Linked DNA regions of Anas platyrhynchos: region 1 is linked to region 2. A link is a contact called in public Hi-C data. All regions are on one chromosome and are shown on one strand. Each heading gives the region's core, a stretch centred on a gene start, on an enhancer-like site or on the middle of the called end of the contact. The rest is flanking DNA. Distances are from core to core; before and after follow the strand shown. Region 1 overlaps RAD51B (RAD51 paralog B). Region 2 has its middle 23 kb from the start of ZFP36L1.

Region 1 (4,520 bases), core at 1,645-4,144, 300 kb after region 2:
CTGTATGAGGCAGAGGTTGCATATTCTTTTAAGAGTACTTTGCAGCTAGCCAGACACTACCAAATTGCAGGGTTATAAAAGGGAGGACTTCAAGTGGTGGTGGTGGTGTGATGACACGACACTACACCTGAACCCAGGGTGTGGACAGACTGAGATCATGGAAAGAATGCATTTTAAGTTTCAAATAATCAAATATTTTAAGCATCTACATTTTCAAGAATAAATACAAATATAATATTAAGAGTTTAAGGAAACAATGTCAAGCAAGAGGGTATAGCAACAGAAATGAATTTAGGCAAACTAGACACTTTAAAAAGGCTATGGAAAAAAAAGTATCTAGGCACAGAGGAGGGAGTGACTAGGTTGCAGGTAGATCAAAGTAATGTTATACTAAAAGAATAGCAGATAATGTCCCATTATTGCTAAATCTTCATACATACAAACCCACAACATTAGAATACAACCACTATTTTCCTGTGTTTCTAGAGAAACAAATACAGTATTTCTTTGTCTACTTTCCCTGAAGTGTGGAAAAGCATAAAAAGTTCAGACTAATAATACCAACAACCAAGGCAATTAAGCCCATTAAGATTATTGTTCTTACTTCATTTACAAGCTGCAATCAAAGGTCAGCATTGAGTATTTTAGAGATATCTGGCACATGTAGGGAATATTACAAATGCATAACCATCTGACACTAGTGACCACAGTTTGAAAACTTCTGAATTAAACAGCACTAAGCTGGCTTCTGAAAAGACAGGAAGTTGAAAATCAGCTCAAAAGTAAATCTAAAAGCCTGTAGTTGTTACAGAAGGCCTACATATAATACGAATATTCATCTCAAGACAGAGAGCCCTAATAACAAATTGAGCAAAAAGTTTAAATATGATTTTCAAGAGACAAGCAGACCTTACAAAATGAGCATTCAAACTAATACAGCTGATGGAGAGGAAAATAAATTACAACAGTCAATATATAAGAATGAAATCCAGAGAACTCTGATGGAGTTGGAAAAGCAAATAAACAAGGACATAAAAACAAACAAATTCCTGAAGAACTTCTAAAGCAAGTAAACAAAGAATCTGCTGGGAAGAAAAAGTGAAAGGGGACAAGGACCACTTAAAGAAATAGTATGATTATGTTAAATACATCCTCAGTGAAAAAATAACCTTAGACAAATACTTAAATTGATCCCACAGCTATTTTCAAATAAAAGAGATCATAGAAACTTACAATCATTAAGGTTGGAAAAGACCTCCAAGATCATCTGGTCCAACCATCCACCTACCACCAGTATCACCCACTAAATTGTGTCCCTACCAGGCCCAACCTTTCCTTAAACACCTCCAAGGATAAGGAGATGCCAGAATCTATGGGATCAAAAAGATACTGAAGTTGCAAGTTAAAGAGAAACCTGTCAACACAATTGGAGGGAATACACCTTAGGTGTGAAAGAGTCCTCACAAAGTTCACTTTCAGAGTGGATGAACCCCTAAAAAAACCCACTGTAAAGCAGCTGCATCACAGCACTTGCACATAAACATGCGCCAGTTCCTTTTCTCACTCTACATACACACCATATTTTTGCCCATTTGCAGGCTTACCCTCTGTAGCATTACTGTTTTTCACAGCACAAAATAAAACTCCCTCAGACATGTTGCTATAATAGACCCATCTGCAACTCCCCTGTTCTTCATCTTTGCTAGATCTTCACAAGATCACCACCTTACACACAAAACGTGTCCGGTGTAACACTGGTGAGTCACTATAATGTCACAGCACACCCATGCTAAAACACCACAGAGCAAATGAGGCACATCTGCCTCATCTTCAGACCCAAATATCAGACTGAAGTCTCCAGGAACTGTTTTCCTTCTTCACAACATTGATTTTTATACGGCTTCATTATGTGTGACCATCCAAAGTTTAAATACATGCCTTGTATTAAAAAAGATCATGTCTGTAAATTTGGGATAGCTGTATTAACCTGTGGGGTTCTGCCATTTGTGTGCACAGTCCATTTCCAGCCACTGCAGCTACCAAATCCGATCTGAGTAAGAAGTGATTTTTCAACAATGCCATTTTAGCCATATTTGAAAAGTAAGAAAACACACTGTGGGCACTACCACTGTTCATGTGTTCCTTTGGGGACATCTTTATAAGCACCCATTATGGAGAAAAAACACATACACACACACACACTAAAAAACCCTTTAATTTCCATAATTATTTCTAATACCTTTTCCACGGAGAAAAATCTGCTGTATAAGGCTGTAGTTTCACATATGGCTTAGGTGTTTTAAGGCAGTGCTGCAATGAGAGGAAGCCATCCTGCCCTCTCCTGTCTCTCATTCTCATCCCCAGACTGCTGCCCACCCCATGCAGGAAGATGCCCGTATGGGCAGGAAGCGACATGGACAAAGGGCCTGATGCAGGTTAAAACCAGCCACGTGTGATCCGAATCCAGATCTCGGTCTGTATGGAAGGAGGATGGGATGATCCCAGATGTTTGATGGAGAACAGAAGTTCTGATTACACTTATGGGGGTTGCACTGGATGGTCTTTAAAGGTCCCTTCCAACCCGAACCATTCTGTGATTCTACGTTAGACTCTTTTCCATTGCTACGCTGAGGGAAAACACCATTAAATTACATCCTTGTTTCTGGTCCTGGTAGTTCTCCAAATCTGAAATCAGACAGTTGTGACTGAAGAACTGGCTGCAGCCCAAGTACACCTCAGCCTACCACGACTGCCTAGCAAGGTGAAGGCAGCTGTTACCTCACAAGTGGTCTGATTGTTTCATTGCTTTGAAATGGAATTGTCTGGAGGCCCTCACGGTTCTGAGTGCTGCAATTGCTCCCAGGGAGATGTAGAGGAGAAAGCCAAAGTGTTGGTAAACAGCCCGTGATATACCCAACGTGAGTCACAGCTGCAGCCTCCCTTTCCCCTCATCCTGCCAGATCCGTCTTTCACAGATTCTTTACTTTTTGTTGAAGAATCCCAGTCATGATTTACTAGCAATTTCCCAGGGAGCTTATTTCTTCATCAAAAATGACAGCAAGACTATCCTGTAGAGCAAAAACATTTTGTGGCAATATGTTTACATGAGTGCTTTTGTCTAAAAGGAAAGGATTATATGTATGTACTATTTACATAGATACACTTCCTCTAAAATACCATTTGCTATGCTTCAGCTGGTGACTAGTGCATGTGCATGTTCTGCAGCAGCAAGGCACCACATACAAACTTTTCAGAAATAGTCTTCACAAGGGTTTAACTATCCTACAGAAGTAGGAAGCAAAAAAAAAAAAAAAAAATCACATTAAAATTTGACAAAAACCTTGCAGCGTTTTGGAATTGCCTGACACATCCTCTGTTAAGACAACCATCTAGAGTAGCAATGGGTTGTATCTCATATAGATGCGTCTGGTTTTCTCTCTGAGTTCATTGAAAAAAAGTTGAGGATATCAAGAAACCGACTTCCAGTGAAGTTATTCTGCCACCTACTGTTGCTTTTATGGATATACGAGATATTTTAATGTAAATCTTCCCATTAGAAAAATCCAAAACAAACAAACAAACAAAAAAAACAGTTATTTCCTTACTGGGAAAAAAAAAAATATATCTAATTATTAACCATAAACTGTTAACATATTACAATCTTGTTCTGTTGTTGACTTGTCAGCTGTGCAAATCAGAAGCTGTTTATTGCCAAAGCCTAGGGGGTTGAGGACAAGGGAAAAGCTTGCTTGGTTTAAAAAACAACAACGACACAACAACAAAACAAACAAACAAAATCATAAATCACAGTATTCTCATTAATCTTCTAAAATTCACATATAGCAAACTGTCTAACAGCCTTTTAAGCTGAAAATTCTGACCCCAAACACTTCAGTATAACAGTATCAAAACAACAATCTAATTTAATATTTTTTTTAAGAGTCATATTGAAATTCACCAGTCTAAATTCACTGCCTGATCTAGGTAAATGGAAAATATAAGTGGTATTGGAAAGGTAAGCCCATCACGTCTTCGCTTTTAGCAGTAATGGAGCTGAAGTTTTATGAAGTTTGACCAAGTCCTTTCACTACAAGGCAGTGACAAGAAAGCAGAGGCTTTGCCAGCCTTGTCAGAGGAAGCACCGACTCCACAAAGTGAACACCAGTCTGCTCCACTTCTCCCCTGCCCTGCATGTTTCCTCATCTCACCAGGCCAAGAGAGCCATGGGTGGCCTCCATCCAAACAGCGGTGGAATAAATGAGCTTAGCTCACAGGACCTGAGGGGATCACAACACGAGACAGCACGGTTAACCACTCTTTATATTAAACAGACGTATTTGTTTGGCCTTCATTTGGAACACCACTGAAAGCTTGTTCCACCTTGCTGAGCCTGGCGGGGGCCCACCACCATCTACAATCAACATCCAGTTGCCCCCCCCATCCCTCTGATACCCTGCTGCCCCGTACACACTAGCCAGGCTGCCACCCAGCCCTTTTTGCAGAGCAGCACATGCACGGCA
Region 2 (5,208 bases), core at 736-3,235:
CTGAATGCTCTTGCAGGACAAAACAAAACAAAAAATGCCTTGGAAAATGCAAACCTTGTGCCCCTTAGGAGCTGTAGCAGCCTGAACGTTGTACAGCTCCTAAATGGCTTTGATTTTCTCACAAGGGTTTTGGAAACGTGTGATTTCCAATGTTTCCTCCATTCCCCCTATGTAGCAATTGTTGGCTGGAAGGCTGAATGCTGTGCGTACAGTACCTGGGGGTGTTTCCCCTTTCACCAGCCCTGCCATCAGTTACCCCTCCACCCCCTCCCTCCAAACCTGCAAGAGAGTTGTTAGCCATTCACCCTGGGGCTGATTTGCTAGGACAATGCCGCTGATGAGCGAGCAGTTACGCCTAGCAGAGCCCTGGGGCTGGGGGGCACACAAGCAGGGTGCTCTGTGCATATCAGCTGCATGGGATGCAGCAGGTACATGTACACTGACTCCACATAAAGCGGCCATTCCAGGCACCAAAAGGAAAGTGTAAGGCGTAACAGGCTGGGGGCCTGTGTAAGAAACAAGGCCGCATTATGTGCTGTAGTGAAACACTAGGTAATGGCAACCCTGTAGGCCTGGGTAGTCTCAAGATGTTCAAAGGACAATCGCTACTATTGATTTGCTGGGCCTAGACTATGAGGGAGTGACAAGGAAGAGGTGGGAGTGTAAGGTAAAACCCGCTCTTCAAGATGAATGAAGGGCTTAAAATAAAAGACAAAGAGTTTCACAGGAACTGAACGATACTCTTTTGTGTTACAGTGGCTGCTTCCCATAACCGGGGTCTCCTCTCCTCATTCCTTGCTTTCCCACCCTAGAAAACCCATGTTCTGTGCAGGTGTTCAGCAGTGACAGGTTGAGCTGGAAAGATCCAGATCAACATGCTTGGAGTAGATGCTTCAGTCCAGGCCAGGAATTGCTCCCTTTTCCAGTCCTGGCACTTGTGTGGTTTAAAATCCACATCTGCTCGTTATATGACCTTCCCTGAACTTCTTTTATTCCAGTAACTCGTATCTCTTATCCTTGAATGCCAGAAGAATCACACTATGCTGTATTGTTCAGTAAGAATGAGTGATAGTTAGTGTATAAATTCTGAGACTCCAAATCTCTAAATTTACTTAGTTCAGTTAATATCTCAAAAACCTGCACTGCACACTCCCATTTGTCTACATAACCTGAACAACAGTAATAGCTGTGTGTGGAAAAACTGCGATGAGTGGCTTGTGCTTACACTCACAGTGGAAAAGTGGTGTTACGTAGCAGCCAGCGCTGAGGTGGACTTGGGTCTAAAGTTGCCCCATGCGTGGCCACACTATGACTGTGCACTTTACATAACAGTGGGGTTTGTCCAGTATATCAGCAATTAGCGCACCAGAGTGTCAGCTGCAATGCTGTGCTATAGAAGGAAACTTCAGCATACTTTATTATCAGATATATCATGTGAAGCAAGCAACTGCCGTAGCATAGAGTTCATGGGCTGGGGGAGGCAGGGGTTGCTGGATCCAAATGTGTTCTTTGGGAGCTTCTAGACCACACTGCAGCTGTCCCCAGTCCTTGACTTGTTGGATATTCTAGCATCACGCAGAATGTGGCAGGCCGAGGGCAGGTGGGTGTGTGTGGAAGGCTCTCCCTGGTTACAGAACCAGCATGGGGATACAGCTGAAGTACCTGCACCCCGTCGCCAGGTCTCTTGCCACAACATTCACTAGCCTCCAAACTGCAGCATCTCCCTCTGTAAAATATGCAGGATGATACTGTAAATCCTTCGATCGTTCTGGATGATTCTCCAACCTACTCTGCGAGTTCGAGACAGGTGTTACAGACTGAGTTGCCTCAGACATTTCTCAGCACGGCAGTAGGCAATGCTCGCAAAGAGCATTCAGCTCTCTTGCCTAGGGCTGGCGCACCATGAAGACAGACCGAGAAGCCCTCTGCTCCCACAGGCCCCTTCGTGCCAGCCATTTGCAGAAAGCCTCACGGCCCCTCTGCTGCGGGAGGCTAGCTGTGACCCCACCAGATGGTGCTGTAACACTGCCTCAACGAAATACCCTTTTTAGAGGAAACTTGAAAAACCCATCTTAAAATAGCCCTGGTGACCCAAGCCTTTGTGGAAAAAAAATATGTATTTATGTACCAAAAATACACAACAACACCCCTGACTAGAGAACTGGAAACTCTGCCTTCCTCCGCTCGTGTGGTTTCCGGCAGGCTCACCTGCCGGGGGAGCGGAAGGACGAGGAGGGGGAGCGGGGGCCTCAAAAACCAGCCGAAGGAGCCGGGGCATGCGCAGCTCCCTCGAAGGATCTGCTGTCAGCCCACCTGCCTGTCCCTTCCCATCCTGCTGCCTGCCCTGGGGCTGCCTCTGCCCTGAGGAGCACTGTGAGAAAGGCCTGAGGGCTGCAGGCCTGTTCCTGACCCTGCTGCAGCTCCTGAGGGACGCGGGGCACAGCCTGACAAAGGGCACACGCAGCCCGCCTTTGTGGCCACCAGCAGGGCAGCGGGGTGAGGGGGGAGGCCGAATTAAGACCCAGATACTAAACTGCAACGGTAGAAACCACAAGGCAACCACCCAGGAAACCTTCACAGGCTGTTCTTGAGAGTGGTTGGCGAGGCTTAGAAGTAGTGAGAGCTTACAAATGCTTCTTTTCTGAACCTGACTGAGAAAAATAAAGCTGCTGAGGAACCAGCCCCCCCCCCCCGTCTCCCTGCACATGCACACACGTGTACCCACAGGAGCTACCCAGCAGTGGGGCTGGCACCCTTCTCCTGCCACAGCCCTGTTTCCAGCCAGTCTTAGCTACACTTTCAATGGTGCCACTCTTCTAAAGCAGCCTGGTGACAAAGAGGCTTCAGGAAATATTTTCTGGCTTGGTCCGGACAGAATTTCTAGTGGTCTGGGTGTGCCTTCTGAGCTGATGGCTTTTCTGCTGTGTTTTACCATCCGATGGGGAAGTAGCCGTCTTCCAGCAGCCTGGCCAGGGGCTCTCTCCTCAGAAATGCCTTCCCCTGTTGAGCCCTTTGCAAGCCAGCTCACTATGGCAGCCTCGAACTGCAGGGTTCCCTAACCATGTCGGGGCTCTGGGGGGACAGCCCGAGGCAGTGCACCCACCCCTGGTGAAGAGGCACGGTTCTCTTTCCTCATCAGTACTTCTACAGCAAGGGAACTCATCTGGCTTTCTCAGTCCACACACCCTACCCCTCATCCACTCCCCCAAGCACAAACAGGGGCTGTGAAGTGACTCCCCTTCAAGATGAGATCCCTCCACTTGAGGCCAGAACAGGTGGACTCCAAGTTCCTGGAGGTGTGGATCAGCTCCCAGACTGCCTGGGCCCCTGCTCCTGCTGTTTGGCAACATGGTGGTAAGTTGTTCAGTCCTCCTGTGGCCCAAAAGGTGGCAAAGCCCTGCTCTTGGATTTGTCTTATCCATTTGTCTTTGCTGGGAGTCCAGCACATGCTGCCTTACCCTTTCCGGTACCTGCTGGACTGATGAGCGGAGAAGACAGTAATGCTCATGAGCTCCCAATCAGCCCAACTTCCCATGGGCATTACTTTCCCAGGGTCTGGAAAACCTTGGGCAAACAGCACAGACCATTTTCAACAGTTTCATCGGGGTTAATGCACACCATGGCTTTCTCCTTGCCTCAGCAGCGATGCCTGTCCCCACGAGCTCTGTCCCATGTCACTCCTCACAGACTGCCCTGGCAGAACTGGCACCACTCTTGCTCCTCCTATGGCACACGGCTAACGCACCTCCACCTTCCACGTGCCCTCATCCAACATCCAGGTGTCACTGGCCTGCTGACAGCCAGCACCCTGGCACCAAGGGCATCTCAGCCTCGCGCCTCCAACCAGGCGGAGGAGGTCCCCTTCACAACCCCTCCTTTACACCACGGGTGTGCTTGCTTTCCTTTTGACTCCAAGAAGCACATTCATGCCATTTTCAGCTCCTGGTTCTCCAGGAACAAATGCCAAAATTGGAAGGGAATGGTTGGGAATGTTATCCCAGAGGTATTCACACAAACACTTTCCATCATTTCATTTACCAAGAAAAATACCCTTGAAAATACTCCGCTAAGGAAAACTTTTCTTGTCTTCGGCACCTCAGGGACTTTCAGCATCTTCTTGGGGCGAGACCTTCACCGGGGGGGTTGTCCCACTTCTCACTTGCAACTGATGCAGACCAAAACAGTGAAGAAAGCAGGGGAAGTGGCCGCTCACTCCGGTGCAAGGGAGCTTCCCGCACTTCAAAGCCATCGGGGCTCTCTGCCGGCAGGAAGGGCTGCGCGGGGACACTGGGCGTGGGGCAAACCAGCGACAAGGAAATTGTGGGGCCGATGGGACGTGAAAGCTGCAAGTGTGTGAAAGGCAGGACGGAAGTGTTGTAGGGGGCAGCCCTATTTTTAGCTGCCTCTTGCAGAACTTTGCTAGCGTTTGCTGTAGTAGGAGAGCTGCTTCTCCTTTCCTTGATGTAAGCAGAGCCGACGACGTTTGGGTCTGTTTTTATTTAGCTACTCACGAGATAGCACTGACTGAAAGGTCCCTTGAACGCTGTGGATGCAAAAACACCCGTGGTCAGAGAGTCTTGGGCAAGGAGAACAGAAAGCATCTGACACTTCCCTGTCTCCATTTCAGGACTGTGAGAGGTAGAAACCGAAGCCGAGGCTGCCAGCATGACTCTTAGTCACATCAACAGGGGATTTTGCAACACAGTGGGTGCAGGGAGTCTGCAAGCAAATCTGGAGTGCTTCGCGAGGGCATTGGATTGGGGTTCCTCTGGCTGTGAGGCCTGAGCAGTGCTGTGCAACCCTCCCTTTCCTGCTCCACTGCAACCTGCTCGGCCGCTCCGGGTGGGTGGGAGGCAGGCAGGGTTTAGCACTAATTAGCATGGAGCACTGTGGGGAGCAAGAGGTGGCCATGCCTACCCTGTACGGGGCTCCTTTTAACGCTTGCATTAACATTAGATGATTCCTACGCCCACTGTAGGGAATATCCTACAGGGAGAGGCCATTCCTAAGCCAGGCAAGAGAGGACATTAGGCAGCCGTGCAGAGGAGCATGAGACGAGATGTGGTTGTTCTGCATGGGGCTGGAACCACCAAGGCAAGCTCCAGACTGGATCCCACCGCTGGCAGTTCGGCTCAGTGTGACTTGCAGTGTCCAGCTCAAGGTCAGGATGGGAAGGACGGTGTCCAGACCTGTATAACCAGAGCCTGT

The links. Hi-C and Micro-C count contacts between places; a contact is called where the count stands out from the background.
Region 1: a contact with region 2 is called in a Hi-C map of subcutaneous adipose tissue, with 4 times the contacts expected there. The contact joins two enhancer-like sites. A contact is called at or near these places in 5 of 8 Hi-C or Micro-C datasets (F5 follicle, skeletal muscle, small yellow follicle and 1 more).

Annotation. Positions count from the first base shown.
Region 1 is chr5:37,680,892-37,685,411 of IASCAAS_PekinDuck_T2T, forward strand. The region is part of intron 8 of RAD51B (RAD51 paralog B); the gene reads right to left. Among named protein-coding and RNA genes, the nearest start is that of TMEM229B, 190 kb to the right of the region's middle. Within about 2 kb of position 2,895, at least 1 of the 8 cell types and tissues checked has an H3K27ac peak or open chromatin away from gene starts, as enhancers often do. A contact at or near this core is called in subcutaneous adipose tissue, where this site is marked.
Region 2 is chr5:37,379,381-37,384,588 of IASCAAS_PekinDuck_T2T, forward strand. No RefSeq gene overlaps it. Among named protein-coding and RNA genes, the nearest start is that of ZFP36L1, 23 kb to the right of the region's middle. Within about 2 kb of position 1,986, at least 2 of the 8 cell types and tissues checked have an H3K27ac peak or open chromatin away from gene starts, as enhancers often do. A contact at or near this core is called in subcutaneous adipose tissue, where this site is marked.